2 separate regions of the Macaca mulatta genome follow, and region 1 is linked to region 2. A link is a contact called in public Hi-C data. All regions are on one chromosome and are shown on one strand. Each heading gives the region's core, a stretch centred on a gene start, on an enhancer-like site or on the middle of the called end of the contact. The rest is flanking DNA. Distances are from core to core; before and after follow the strand shown.

What was found. Hi-C and Micro-C count contacts between places; a contact is called where the count stands out from the background.
Region 1: a contact with region 2 is called in a Hi-C map of liver, with 13 times the contacts expected there. The contact joins the promoter of PPARD here to the promoter of FANCE in region 2. A contact is called at or near these places in 9 of 14 Hi-C or Micro-C datasets (CD4 T cells, blood, cortical neurons and 5 more).

What each region holds. Positions count from the first base shown.
Region 1 is chr4:146,932,386-146,938,991 of T2T-MMU8v2.0, forward strand. PPARD (peroxisome proliferator activated receptor delta) reads right to left here and starts at 2,389. Exons shown (of 5, transcript XM_078000255.1): 1 at 2,266-2,389.
Region 2 is chr4:146,818,904-146,825,107 of T2T-MMU8v2.0, forward strand. It overlaps FANCE (FA complementation group E), which reads right to left and starts at 3,984. Exons shown (of 10, transcript XM_001116683.5): 1 at 3,390-3,984; 2 at 1-433. The coding sequence starts at 3,637. LOC144340617 reads right to left here. Exons shown (of 7, transcript XM_078001051.1): 7 at 5,832-6,204.

The DNA of each region.
Region 1 (6,606 bases), core at 1,139-3,638, 110 kb after region 2:
TCACTAAAACCCTGGAGAGATGCTATTCACAGGAACATGGAAACCCTCTGGTCCAGTCTGCCCAAATCCTTGCAAGTGCTGCAAAGGGGGTCTTGGGGTCAGTGGAGAGGGGACTGGCTCAATGACAGGCCATCCACAATCCTACTGCTTTCACAGAAAACAGTGCACAAGAGGATTACAAAACTTTAAAGTCTGGTCAAGCTGGTTCCTTTGGCTCTCCACCACAGCTCCTAAAGGTTGCCAACTCCTGTGTCCAATCTGGCTCAAAGACAGCACAATTATGAAAAGAGGAGCCCTAGAAACCTGGGGCCAGGTGAAACAATGAGCCTTCATCTCTAAACATGAGAGTGGGTCATGCTTTCAGAATCCTCCAAGATCAGACTGGGTAGAAACAAAGGATATGTTATTTCTTGAATATTTCTTTAGAGAACCAACACCAAATAAAGGAGCTCAAACTGAAGGATATGAAGAGAATTTTCTGTCTGGTAAGGTTAAACATCCAGACACACATGTAAGGTGGTGGGCTCTCAAGTCCCAGAAAAGACAATCTATGTGACTGGAAGCAGACGTGTCTGCTCAAGTTCCTGACAAGGTCTAACTACTGCGGCCCCACAACCTGCCCAGGTAGTTATCAATCTGATACCTCATACTATGCCTGTGCGAAGGGAACAGAACTTTGGGGTTGCCCTTCCTCTTGGATACAGAGGAAATTAAGCTCCCAGGGAAAAAGAGGGAGAATTTGGATTCCCTAGATTCAGAAAAGAACAAAGAAAAAAGAGGGAGAAGAGACTCCAAGAGAACATGTTCAGTGACCAACATCAGAGGCACATTCAGTTAGCCAAAGATTGTCAAAGAGATATGAGAGAAAATCAGCAGCTGTTTCAAGCCACCAATAATAAAAGGACAGATGCCCGCCAGCCCCAGGGCTATCAGGCCAGCAATCTATTTCAAAACTCGAACGGGAAAAAAAAAGTTCTGGAGCCAGTACACAGAAAAAAGGTTGAAGACCACAAGGATTTTCTGGGGCACAGCTTCTGGAGAATTCTCTTAGCCCTCTGGGATGGAGCACAGGGTGGAGGGTGGGAGTGAGGGCACACAAAGGCTGGGGTATCACGGTATAAGTGTATTCCATATATCCAGAGTGGAAAGACACAAAACCCTGGTTCCTGGAAAGGGAAAAGAATTGGACAAAGCCTCTGGCTACCCGAGGCACACATCCAGCTCAGCGCCGTCTCTCCCCAAGGGTTCCTGGAAGTCAACAGCCCTATAAAGGGGAAGTATTAAAGCTGAGATGAGAAGAATGGCCTACAAATTGGACATCATCTCTGATGCAACACCCAAGTAAATTCTCCCACACAATCTGTTATTTCCTTTAGTCAATCAGCCTCCTAATTCGATCAAGGTCTGAACACCTCCACCCCACCCCATGGTTCTGTCAACTGCAGGTCAAGTGAAAGTAGAGTGTGGAGCTAACGCTTCTCCCTGAAGCAGGGGAAAGGAACAGGGAGAGAAAAGGAGGTAGACGACAGGAATGTAGGGGACGGAACCGATACGAAGGAAATTGGAAAGAGGAGCAAAAACAGGGCCTCTTAGGGAGCCAAGGTGAAAGTCTTAGGGAGAGAGGGACTGCAAGCCCGGAGCTGGAAAAAGCCTAGGAACACCCTGGGGAAGAGGATGAGGACCTATAGTACTGGGAGGGATCAGGCCACAGATAAGGGGACAAGGATGGGGAAAGACAGTAAAGCCTGCGAGAACAAGGATGGGAGGATGAAGGCAGGAGACAAGGATAACGAGGGGGACAGAGGAAAAGATCCCCGAAAAGACCCTAGGTAGATACGGCAATGGATTCGGGGACACCAGAAAGGGGTGAAGGAAGAGATCAGAGGCAGGGGAGGGGAGTGGGAGAGGCCCCCGGGCCTGAGACAGGGTTCTCCTAAGTGGGAGGAGACGGAGCCACGAGGCCCAAGAAGGGGCACAGAGTCGGGTGGAAGGAGGCCCGTGTTTCGGACTCACTCACGCAGCTATGGGGGTCCAAGGGCGGGGGGCGCAAGGGCGGCGGGGCGCCTACACGGCAACGCACGGCGGCTGACCGGAGCGGGCCGGAGCATCAGGAAGCCGCCGCGACGCTGTCCGCGGACCCTGGCAGCTCCTCGCACCCCGCGCCCCGCCGCCGGGCCTTGCGCCCCAGTCCCGCTGGCCGCCTCGGCCCAGGCCCGCCGCTTCCCTCCGCCACTTGCCTGCCCGCTTCTCTCGTCTCAGACTGACCTGTCCCTGCTGCCTACGGCGCCACCGCCGCAGTCCCACAGGCTCCGCAGAATTCTCCCGCTCCTGCCAAAACTTTTCCCATTAATCCCCAGGTCCGCGGCTGCCGCAGCGTCACACGCTCCGCGGCCCGGCCCCGCCCCCACCAGCGCGACGTCACCGCGCTGCTCGGCCCTTCCCTCTCCACGCCCCCTTCCGCCTGGCGGCGACCAATCATCACGCCTTCTGGAGACTCCCCTGATTCTGCCTCTCCGCCCACCGCACGCTGCCCAGGGCCCGCCTGTGGCGCCCTCTGGTGCGGGATGCGGACATAGCAGCTAAGGGAGAGCGCCTGGGCCAGTAGAGCAAGTCCAGCAAGTGTCACAAGAGGGAATTTAAAGCTGGAAGGGAATTTCGAGGTCATGTAGTGCAACCTCCTCATCTTACAGTGAAGAAACTTAGTCCTAGAAAAGGTACGGAACTTGCAGTTGGAGAGACTCTTAACCCAGTGCTAGGTCCACTGGAGGAGATCATACCGCCTGTAATTTTCAAAAAAGGACTTTCCGCCTTCAAGAGGCTTCTACAACTGGAAATTTACGGTCTTGGAGTTCTTAACCTTTCTTCCCATGTGCTTATGTAATATGCTTATTCACCTAAAATAGGGGACATCCTCCCTATTGTTGTAGAAAATTCTGTTCTTACATCTTAATCCAGGTCTTGAAGACCTGGAAGGGACCTATTAACCCAACCTATCGCTTAAGATGACCACAGAAAGCTACCTAGCCCCTGGGAGACAATCTGGTGGAAGAAGCTGGCTTTCATCTGGCGATGAACAAAACTTGACTCTCAGGTATATGACCAACGGCTCCTCTCCATCATCATTAAATATTACCCCTCGCCTCTCCTTCGGCCACACCTTCCGTAGGCCACAAGCTCCTTAGGCCACACCCTAGCTATCTGGATGAGTGATTTTTTTTTTTTTTTTTTTTTTTTTTGAGAGACAGTTTCACTCTGTCGCCCCTGCTGGAGTGCAATTGCGCAATCTCAGCTCACTGCAACCTCCGCCTCCCGGGTTCAAGTGATTCTCCTGCCTCAACCTCCCAAGTAGCTGGGATTACAGGCACGTGCCACACGCCGCCCGGCTAATTTTTTTATATTAATTAATTAATTATTTTTTTTTGAGACGGAGTCTAGCTCTGTGGCCCAGGCTGGAGTGCAGTAGCGCCATCTCTGCTCACTGCCAGCTCCGCCTCCCGGGTTCACGCCATTCTCCTGCCTCAGCCTCCCGAGTAGCTGGAACTACAGGCACCCGCCACCACGCCCGGCTAATTTCTGTATTCTTAGTAGAGACAGGGTTTCACCATGTTAGCCAGGATGGTCTCGATCTCCTGACCTCGTGATTCGCCCGCCTCGGCCTCCCTAAGTGTTGAGATTACAGGCGTGAGCCACCGGGCCCGGCCACGCCCAGCTAATTTTTGTAGTTTTAGTAGAGACAGGGTTTTGCCATGTTGCCCAGGCTGGTCTTGAACTCCTGGACTCAAGTTATCCTCCCACCTCAGCCTCCCAAAGTGCTGGGATTACAGGCGTGAGCCACCGTGCCTGGCAGGGATAAGTGATTTTTTTTCCCCTTCTTTCGGCTTCTCTTTTTTTTCCCCCTACTTTTTGAAATGCTTCTGCATTATATTTGTAACTTAGACGTCAACTTCCTTGTCCTTTGAGATTGAGGTAAAAATGGACTGTGAAAGTTAAAGCCCCTCCCTTAATATTTTTTGCAAATATCTGGGGATTTATATTCTCCTAAATATCTCTGCCTCTGGGTTTCTGCTTTTGCCAGGCTGTTGCTGTACCGCAGTTCAGAAGTCTGGAGAGGAAACTCAGCTCTCCCTGAAGACTGCCCGCACCCTTCCCACACAAAACATTCACGAGTACAAAGACATTGGGGTACTCTGGGCCCTGGGGGAGGTCATATGATACATGGCAAACAGTTTAAACTCACCCCTCAGAAGTTTTTAAAAGTCCTTTCCACACCCCCAGCTGAGGTTTTCTAACTGGCCCTGCACCCTCTAGCCTCCTCCCAAATCACTAACTCTCCCTCCTGCCCCACCATTCTCTCCTCTGTCCCACCCTCTCTGGAGAAAACACAAATTCCTCTGGCTTTCTAGGGAGAAAGAGAAAGAGACATTTTAACCGTATCTCTTTGTTGCTTAAATTCCTGCCAACACTCATGCTTTGAAGATCTGTCTACCCCTATCAGGCTTATTTCCCCTGTAAACTAAAAATAAAATCCTAAGCCCCCTAATTGAATGGACCCTCTTGGCCAAGGGGACCCCAGAAAAACCTTAAAAACTGAATTTCCAACCATGACAGGTCAGGAAGTCAGACATGCCTGGTTATACTCCCTCCCTTTTGCAGTTTAGACACAACATCTGACCAGCATCAATGTTAAAATACAGATCATAGGCCGGGCGCAGTGGCTCACGCCTGTAATCCCAGCACTTCGGGAGGCCGAGGCAGGCAGATCACAAGGTCAGGGATCGAGACCATCCTGGCTAACTCGGTGAAACCCCATCTCTGCTAAAAATACAAAAAATTAGCCGGGCGTGGTGGCAGGCGCCTGTAGTCCCAGCTACTTGGGAGGCTGAAGCAGGAGAATGGCGTGAACCCAGGAGGCAGAGCTTGCAGTGAGCCGAGATCGTGCCACTGCACTCCAGCCTGGGCAACACAGCGAGACTCCGTCTCAAAACAAACAACAACAACAAAAAAATGCAGATCATAGACTAACAGAATGCACTCTGTGGCAGTAAGAAACCAAATTATAATCAGGACCTACAGCTGTGACAGGTAAGAAGTCACACACTCTTACACCTAAAGAATAAACTACATTTTCTGCCAGTCACGGTGGCTCTTGCCTGTAATCCCAACACTTTCAGAGGCCGAGGTGGGCAGATTGCTTGAGTGCAGGAGTTCAAGACCAGCCTGGGCAACATAGTGAGACCCTGCCTCTTAAAAAAAAAAACAAAAACCAAAAATATGGTGGCTCACGCCTGTAATCCCAGCACTTTGGGAGGCCAAAGCAGGCGGATCACGAGGTCAGGAGATCGAGACCATCTTGGCTAACATGGTGAAACCCGTCTCTACTAAAAACACACACAAAAATTAGCCGGATTATGTATGTTTAGCCAACCTGTTCAGCATAAAGCTCCTGTCCCAGCCCCTCCTCCTTTCAAGGACCTTCGACAAAATTCAACAGCCCTTCATGCTAAAAACTCTCAATAAACTAGGTATTGATGGAAAGTATCTCAAAATAATAAGAGCTATTTATGACAAATCCCCAGCCAATATCATACTGAATGGGCAAAAACTGGAAGCATTCCTGTGAAAACTGGCACAAGACAGGGATGCCCTCTCTCACCACTCCTATTCAAAATAGCGTTGGAAGTTCTGGCCAGGGTAGTCAGGCAAGAGAAAGAAATAAAGGGTATTCAATTAGGAAAAGAAGAAGACAAATTGTCCCTGTTTGCAGATGGCATGATTGTATATTTAGAAAACCCCATCGTCTCAGCCCAAAATCTCCTTAAGCTGATAAGCAACTTCAGCAAAGTCTCAGGATACGAAATCAATGTGCGAAAATCACAAGTATTCCTATACACCAATAACGGACAAAGAGAGAGCCAAATCATGAGTGAACTCCCATTAACAATTGCTACAAAGAGAATAAAATACCTAGGAATACAACTTACAAGGGATGTGAAGGACCTCTTCAAGGAGAACTACAAACCACTGCTCAATGAAATAAAGGAGGACACAAACAAATGGAAGAACATTCCATGCTCATGACTAGGAAGAATCAATATCATGAAAATGGCCATACTGCCCAAGGTAATGTATAGATTCAATGACATTCCCATCAAGCTACTAATGACTTTCTTCACAGAATTGGAAAAAACTACTTTAAAGTTCATATGGAACCAAAAAAGAGCCCGCATTTCCAAGACAATCCTAAGCAAAAAGAACAAAGCTGGAGGCATCACGCTACTTGACTTCAAACTATACTACAAGGCTACAGTAACCAAAACAGCACAGTACTGGTACCAAAACAGAGATATAGACCAGTGGAACAGAACAGAGGCCTCATAAATAACACCACACATCTACAACCATCTGATCTTTAACAAACCTGACAAAAACAAGAAATGGGAAACGATTCCCTATTTAATAAATGGTGCTGGGGAAACTGGCTAGCCGTATATAGAAAGCTGAAACTGGATCCCTTCCTTATACTTTATACAAAAATTAATTCAAGATAGATTAAAGACTTAAATTGTTAGACCTAAAACCGTAAAAACCCTAGAATAAAACCTAGGC
Region 2 (6,204 bases), core at 2,734-5,233:
TTCTTCCTCTTCCCAACACCGGAACCTTTTGGGGACCCTCTTCCCCTCAGGACTGGCAGCCTCTTCCTCTGACTCCTTTCTGCGTTTCCCAGGCTGCTGGGAGTCCCTGTTGTCCTCTTCTTCGGGGTCTGGAGACTGTGGGGATTTCAACCTCCTGCCCCCTGGGCCTAGCCCCCTACACAGACTTTGGAGCTGTCTCTGGCATTTTTTAGACAGTGGAGAAGCTCCCTCCATGGAGGTCCCCACCCCTAGATCCCTTCGCAGCAATTCCCCCAGGGCACGGAGCCAGGCATCGGGGTCAGGGGCTAGGTCCTGCTGGGCAATCTGCAGCACAGAGAGGAGCCCACTTTCCGGCAGTGATGGCCGAACGGCCATCAGCAGGGACATCAGGTTCCTCTGGCATATCTGGGGCAATCGCAGCAACAGTGGTTTCCTGGGTAGCAGAGGGAGAGCAAGCAGTTAGAGTGTCTGGCTGAAGGGAGCACAGGGCAGACTGCGCAGAGCTGGGGGCTAGATGGCAGTGGACAGATGGGGGCTGGCAGGCAGTCAATCTGTAAGAGTCAGTGGATGTTGGCCAGGTGTGGTGACTCACACCTGTAATCACAGCATTTTGGGAGGCTGAAGTGGGCACATCACTTTAGGTTAAGAGTTTGAGACCTGCCTGGCCAACATGGTGAAACTCCATCTTCACTAAAAAAAGTACAAAAATTAGCCAAGCGTGGTGACATGTGCCTGTAGTTCCAGCTACTAGGAAGACTGAGGCAGGAGAATGGCTTGAACCCAGGAGGCAGAGGCTGCAGTGAGCCGAGATCATGCCACTGCACTCCAGCCTGGGCAACAGTGTGAGACACTATCTCAAAAAAAGGAAAAAAAAAAAAAAAAAGTCAGTGGATGGAGACAGAGACAACACGAGAACTGTTTAACAAGTGTTCATTGAGTATCATATGACAGGCCCTATTCTTTGGCCTCTGTCATCTGTTTCAGCTCAAAATTCATACTGGAACCTACTCTATAATAGATTCATGCTTGTTTTACACAAAAAGAAGAAAAAAGTTCTTTCCCAAATTTTAGGGAAAAATAATACTCCAGGATGCTGTGCAGTGCTTACTCTTGCAGCCCTATGGCTGCCCTCAGCAATCCCCTGGAACTCTCGGGGTCACTCATCTGTCCAGCTCTTGTGTTCCTTTCACCAAATTGTGAGTTCCTAAAAGGTGAAGGTAGTGTTTCCTTTCTCTGTGTCCTAGGACTCAGCACAGCGCCAGCCCAGAGCAGGCACTTGTTGTGCATTTATTGAATGAATTAACTCTCTGAGAATAAGTGTGCTGAGATCGGCAAGAGCTGCTGTGGACATAGAAGGCTTCCCAGAGATGAAACTTGAAACAGAAGGAATCACTTTACAGATTCTAAACAGTATTCACAGAGTCAAAGGGGAAGACAGGGGGATGAGGATCTTTTGTTTTGGAGCCCCAGGGGTTTAAGCAGAACCAATGCTCTCTTGCAAGCATCCAACTTTTCTTAAAATAGATTTAACACTATTCCCCCGAGCTCCAAAGGCCCATGATGCAATGTAACCATCTGTAATTCTGCCGAGGCACCAACCCAGATCCTACATGACCTGAGGCTTGGTGTGGCAAGTCACGGCAGCATTTAGCCCACCACCCATCATGTCTTTACTCCTCCCTATGCATAATTTTGCAGGGCCATTTGTCAAGAGGCACTTGGGTTGTGAGGCAGAAAAAAAAAAAGACAACTATTTCTTTGTAGAATATAGACACTATGTGAGAGAGAAAAACTAGAGTCAAAGTTTAAAAGATGGTACAGGAGCAGTGGCTCATGCCTGTAATCCCAGCACTGTGGGAGGCCAAGGTGGGTGATCAGGAGTTCCAGACCAGTCCGGCCAATATGGTTAAACCCCATCTCTGCTAAAAATACAAAAATTAGCCGGGCATGGTGGCGCGCACCTGTAGTCCCAGCTACTCAGGAGGCTAGGGCAGAAGAATTGCTTCTTCTGGAGGCGGAGGTTGCAGTGAGCCAAGATCGCGCCACTGCACTCCAGCCTGGGCAACAGAGCAAGATTCCGTCAAAAAAAAAAAAAAAAGAAACAAAACAAAAAAACCTGAGTTTAAAAGATGGTTAATTTGTGGCAGGGAGGATATTTGGGGGTAGAGAGGTAGAGAAGACTCTACTCCAGGAGATTTTAACCTTTTTTAGTGCCAGAGACCTGTGATCAGAATGAGTGTTAAATGCATTTGATAAAATATCTAGGATTCTAAAGGAAATCAATTGTACTGAAATACTCTTCTACCCAGGGGCCCCAAGTTAAGGCCTCTGCCCTCCCCTTACTCTATCCAGAATAAGCCAGATAGCTGGGCAAACATTTCTATAGCTTCCAATTTGGGGATTCAAACAAGTTCTCCTGACCCATCTCCTGAAAGAAATTCAAAGTGGAGTGTAGGAAGAAAATATTGGAACTCCCATTTTCCCCTATTTATCTAAAACATTAAAAAGTAAGCATTAGAAATATTTAGCATCTGGATGGTTTCCAGCATAAATTATGGGGTAGGGGTATCCAAGAGAGTGGAAGGCTGGCCCCACTAGGAGCTGAACATGGCGCCTCACCCACTCATTTTTCTTTTTTTGTGTGTTTTAGTTAACTTTGCTAGTTAAATGCATTTGTGGATACTGTACTATCTTTTTTTTTTTTAAACAAAAGTTGTCCTCACAAATGAGCACGTAGCTTAATAGAATGCCTGCCAAAAAATTGGAGATAATATCAATAACAGAAACACAACCAAATAAAATGGCAGGGCCGACACCTCTGCTCCTAGTAGGAATTCTTAATCAGTCACAGAGAGGTTAAAAAACAAAGTTCAATGTCATCCAAGAGCCAGAAATTATCAAGAACACTAAGATATGGATTCACAGTTACCATTCTTAGGGAAAACAATCTTGCCCTTACAGTGAACATTATGCTTTGAAAAGCAGAGAGTATAGGGCCACCAGGATAGCGGGTATGTATTCCACCATCACGTTTTAAATATCTATTTTTGTACTTTAAAATGTACGTATTTTAACACACGTGTACACTTTATACATAAGTATACTTATACTGGACGTACGTGTCCAATTGTTTAGAGATGGCAGTATGCGATCAAAAGTGATTTGCCTCCACTTATCATCACTATACTTTACAGCCAACAGAAGGCGTGTGCCTCGAGTTCCCGGATCCTCGGTGTCCCGCACACGGCAGGTGCTCAGTGAAGGGTGCCCCTGCTCATAGGGTACGCGGCAGGCCGTCGCCGAAGGGGCTTATTTCACCTCTCTGTGCGTCGATCCCCCGACAGCCCCCGCCTCCCGTACCTGCTGAGGGGCCGCGGGCGAGGACTTACAGTTCCAGACGGCCGTCAGGCCCCTGCACTACCGGCTCCTCCCGGCACAGGGCCTCGAGCAAGCGGCCCCAGTCGAAGGGCTCCCAGCCGCGCCTGCCCAGCGCCCGAAGCACCCCCAGGCCACGCCGCGCCCCCTCGGGCCCCGCCTGCAGCGCCTGCAGCAGGAGGCGGGCGGGGGCCTCCAGCTGCGCCCAGGGCGCCTGCTCCGAGCCCTCAGCCCCAGGGAGCCCCGCGTCCGGGGTCGCCATGCCGGGACACGGGTGCCGCGCCGCCCCCTACTCTGGTGTGGGGCCTCAGCTCAGAGGCTGAGGGGAACGGGGAACTCCAGCGCCGTCCCTGACGCGGCGGCGGCGGGCGGCGGGCGGCGGGCGGCGGGCGGCGGGCGGCGGGCCAGCTCCAGCGCCCGTCACAAGCTCTCCTCGGCGTTGGGAAACCCGAGAAGCCCGGCTGCGCGGAGCTGCAGCGGTTCGCGCGCTGTCGGAAAGGGAAGGAAGGAGACGCGGCCGAGGGCGGAGCCTGAACTTGAGGCGGGCGCGAGGGAAGGTCGCAAGGGGCGGGGCCGGGCACGACCCCAGCCGGAGTAGGGGGCGGGGCCAAGGCCCAGGGCGTCACCAAAACAAATAGTTAGTTTGTGGGCGGGGTCGGGCCCGGGAGCCTGGGGCGGGGGCGAAGCGGGGCGGGGCGGAGCGGGGTGGGGCGGGGCGGGGCAGGGCGGGGCGGGGCGGATGGAGGGGCGGGGAGGGGCGGGGAGGGGCGGGGAGGGGCGGGGCTGATGGAGGGGCGGGGCTGATGGAGGGGCGGGGCTGATGGAGGGGCGGGGCTGATGGAGGGGCGGGGCTGATGGAGGGGCGGGGCTGATGGAGGGGCGGGGCTGATGGAGGGGCGGATCTGCCGCTGCCGACCCCAACCCTCTCTGTTTCTTCATCACTCCCTAAAGTAGTGGAATAGAGTGAATGTCAGGGGTCCTGTTATACTGGAGGACTCGCGCTGTATTTAAGCTGACCGCATGTTGCTTGTTATGGACTTCACCATAGAATTTGACCACAACTTACCACCCCACTTAGCTTCACGTCTTCCACAGGCCAAAAACTGCCACCATTTGGGTTTCAGTCCTCTCCAGAAATAGTATTTGATATACAAACATCCCTGAGAATGAGGTCACAGTAAAACCTAACACCATCAATATGGCCAAAGACTTTCTTCTGAACTTCCTCCCAAAGACCAAGCAGTAGCCTTGCTCTGGGTCGTTTATAGGGGGCCAGGTGTGGCTCCACTTCCTAGGGTTCAGTTTAAGGAAGTCCACTGGAGGAGGCAGGCTTCCAGCCAAGGGTGGGATCACTGCAAAGGGTAGGAAATAAGGGAAAAGAGTCCCACAGTGCCTCCTAAACCTTGCTTTGGGGGCCAACTTGTATTTCCATCCCAGCTTCTGCTGCCACATACATCCATCATTCAGGAAATGTTTACTGAGCACCTAGGGACTGGGGATACTGGGAACAAAACAAAGATCCTGGCCCTCATTGTCACACAACTGGGGAGAGACGGAAAGCTAATTAAACAGTGTTTGTGGTAAGTGTTCAAAAAGAACATAGCACCAACAGATAGCACAAAGTGCTTTTAAATAGAGTGGTCAGGCAAGATGAATGTGAAGATGAGGTTGGCAAGCCAGATAGAAGTCTGTGAGAAGACCATTTCAGTCCTCCCTGCGGGGATGGAGGGGCTCTGGGGCAAAAGCATGGCTACAGCAGAGGGCAATTGCTGGATAGTAATAGGAGTTGAGATCAGTGGGGGACCAGGTCAGATCTTAAGAGGCCTGAGGTCATAGAGAGGACTTGGGCCTTCACTCTGAATAGTATGGAAAGCCATGGGAGTATCTTGAGCTTGATCTGATCTCCATTTGAGCCAAAATGATTTCAAGGGAGCTGTCAGGAAAGACTAGTGATATTTATTAGATAATGGTTGCTTTGCAAATGCCAAAATAGCAAGAAAGAAGTTTCTTCCAGACACCTTCTGTTTCAGGTAAGCAGCTCTAACTTTACAGGGGATGTTTTGGGTCTTCAAATGACAAGCTGTTAGAGGAGTGGGACCTGATGCATAGCGGGCAGGGTCAAGAATGCTAAACAGCCTGCAATACCCTGTGCATCCTCACCTACAGCTTTACTCTGAGTGGCTGTGGCTCCCACCCACCAAGGTCTGTATTCTAGCCACCTGAAAGGGAACAGAGAGGAAAAGTTCTAAACATGGCTCAAGGACCCTGGTGGATCCCCGAGTCCCTTTCACAAGATTCATGAGGTTATTACTATTTTCATAATGCAAAAATGCACCGTGAAGTTTTCCAGAAGCTAAGTGACAGGTAATATTGCAACAGATTGAATGCAGAAGCAGCCTTATTGCCCTTGGCAATGGGGCTGGGGTATGAGCAGACCACTCTTCAGACACCAGCAATGATAGCTTAGGTGCATTTTATTGGTTTTCTTTCAGAGTCATTCTACAAAAGAACAAAGTTAAAAACCAAGGCCCTGGCAAGAGGGTTTGAACCCTTCTCATTCCAGGAGCCCTCCCCTAGTCCTCCATGTCCCCAACTGTGTCACTGCTGCAGTTCATGGGGGTGGAGGGCTTGCTACTTTTGCCCCCCCACCAAACCCAAAAAGGGAAAGACCTACCACCTAGAAACTCCTTCCCCTCACCCCAATTTCCCTCAAGTTGATCCTGGTTACAGAAGGCTGTGGTAAGAACTGTTGGGATCCTGCAGGAGTTCTGAACCCCAGAAGGTCATGGCCAGGGCACCGTCTGTGAAGAGCACATTGTCCTCTGGCTC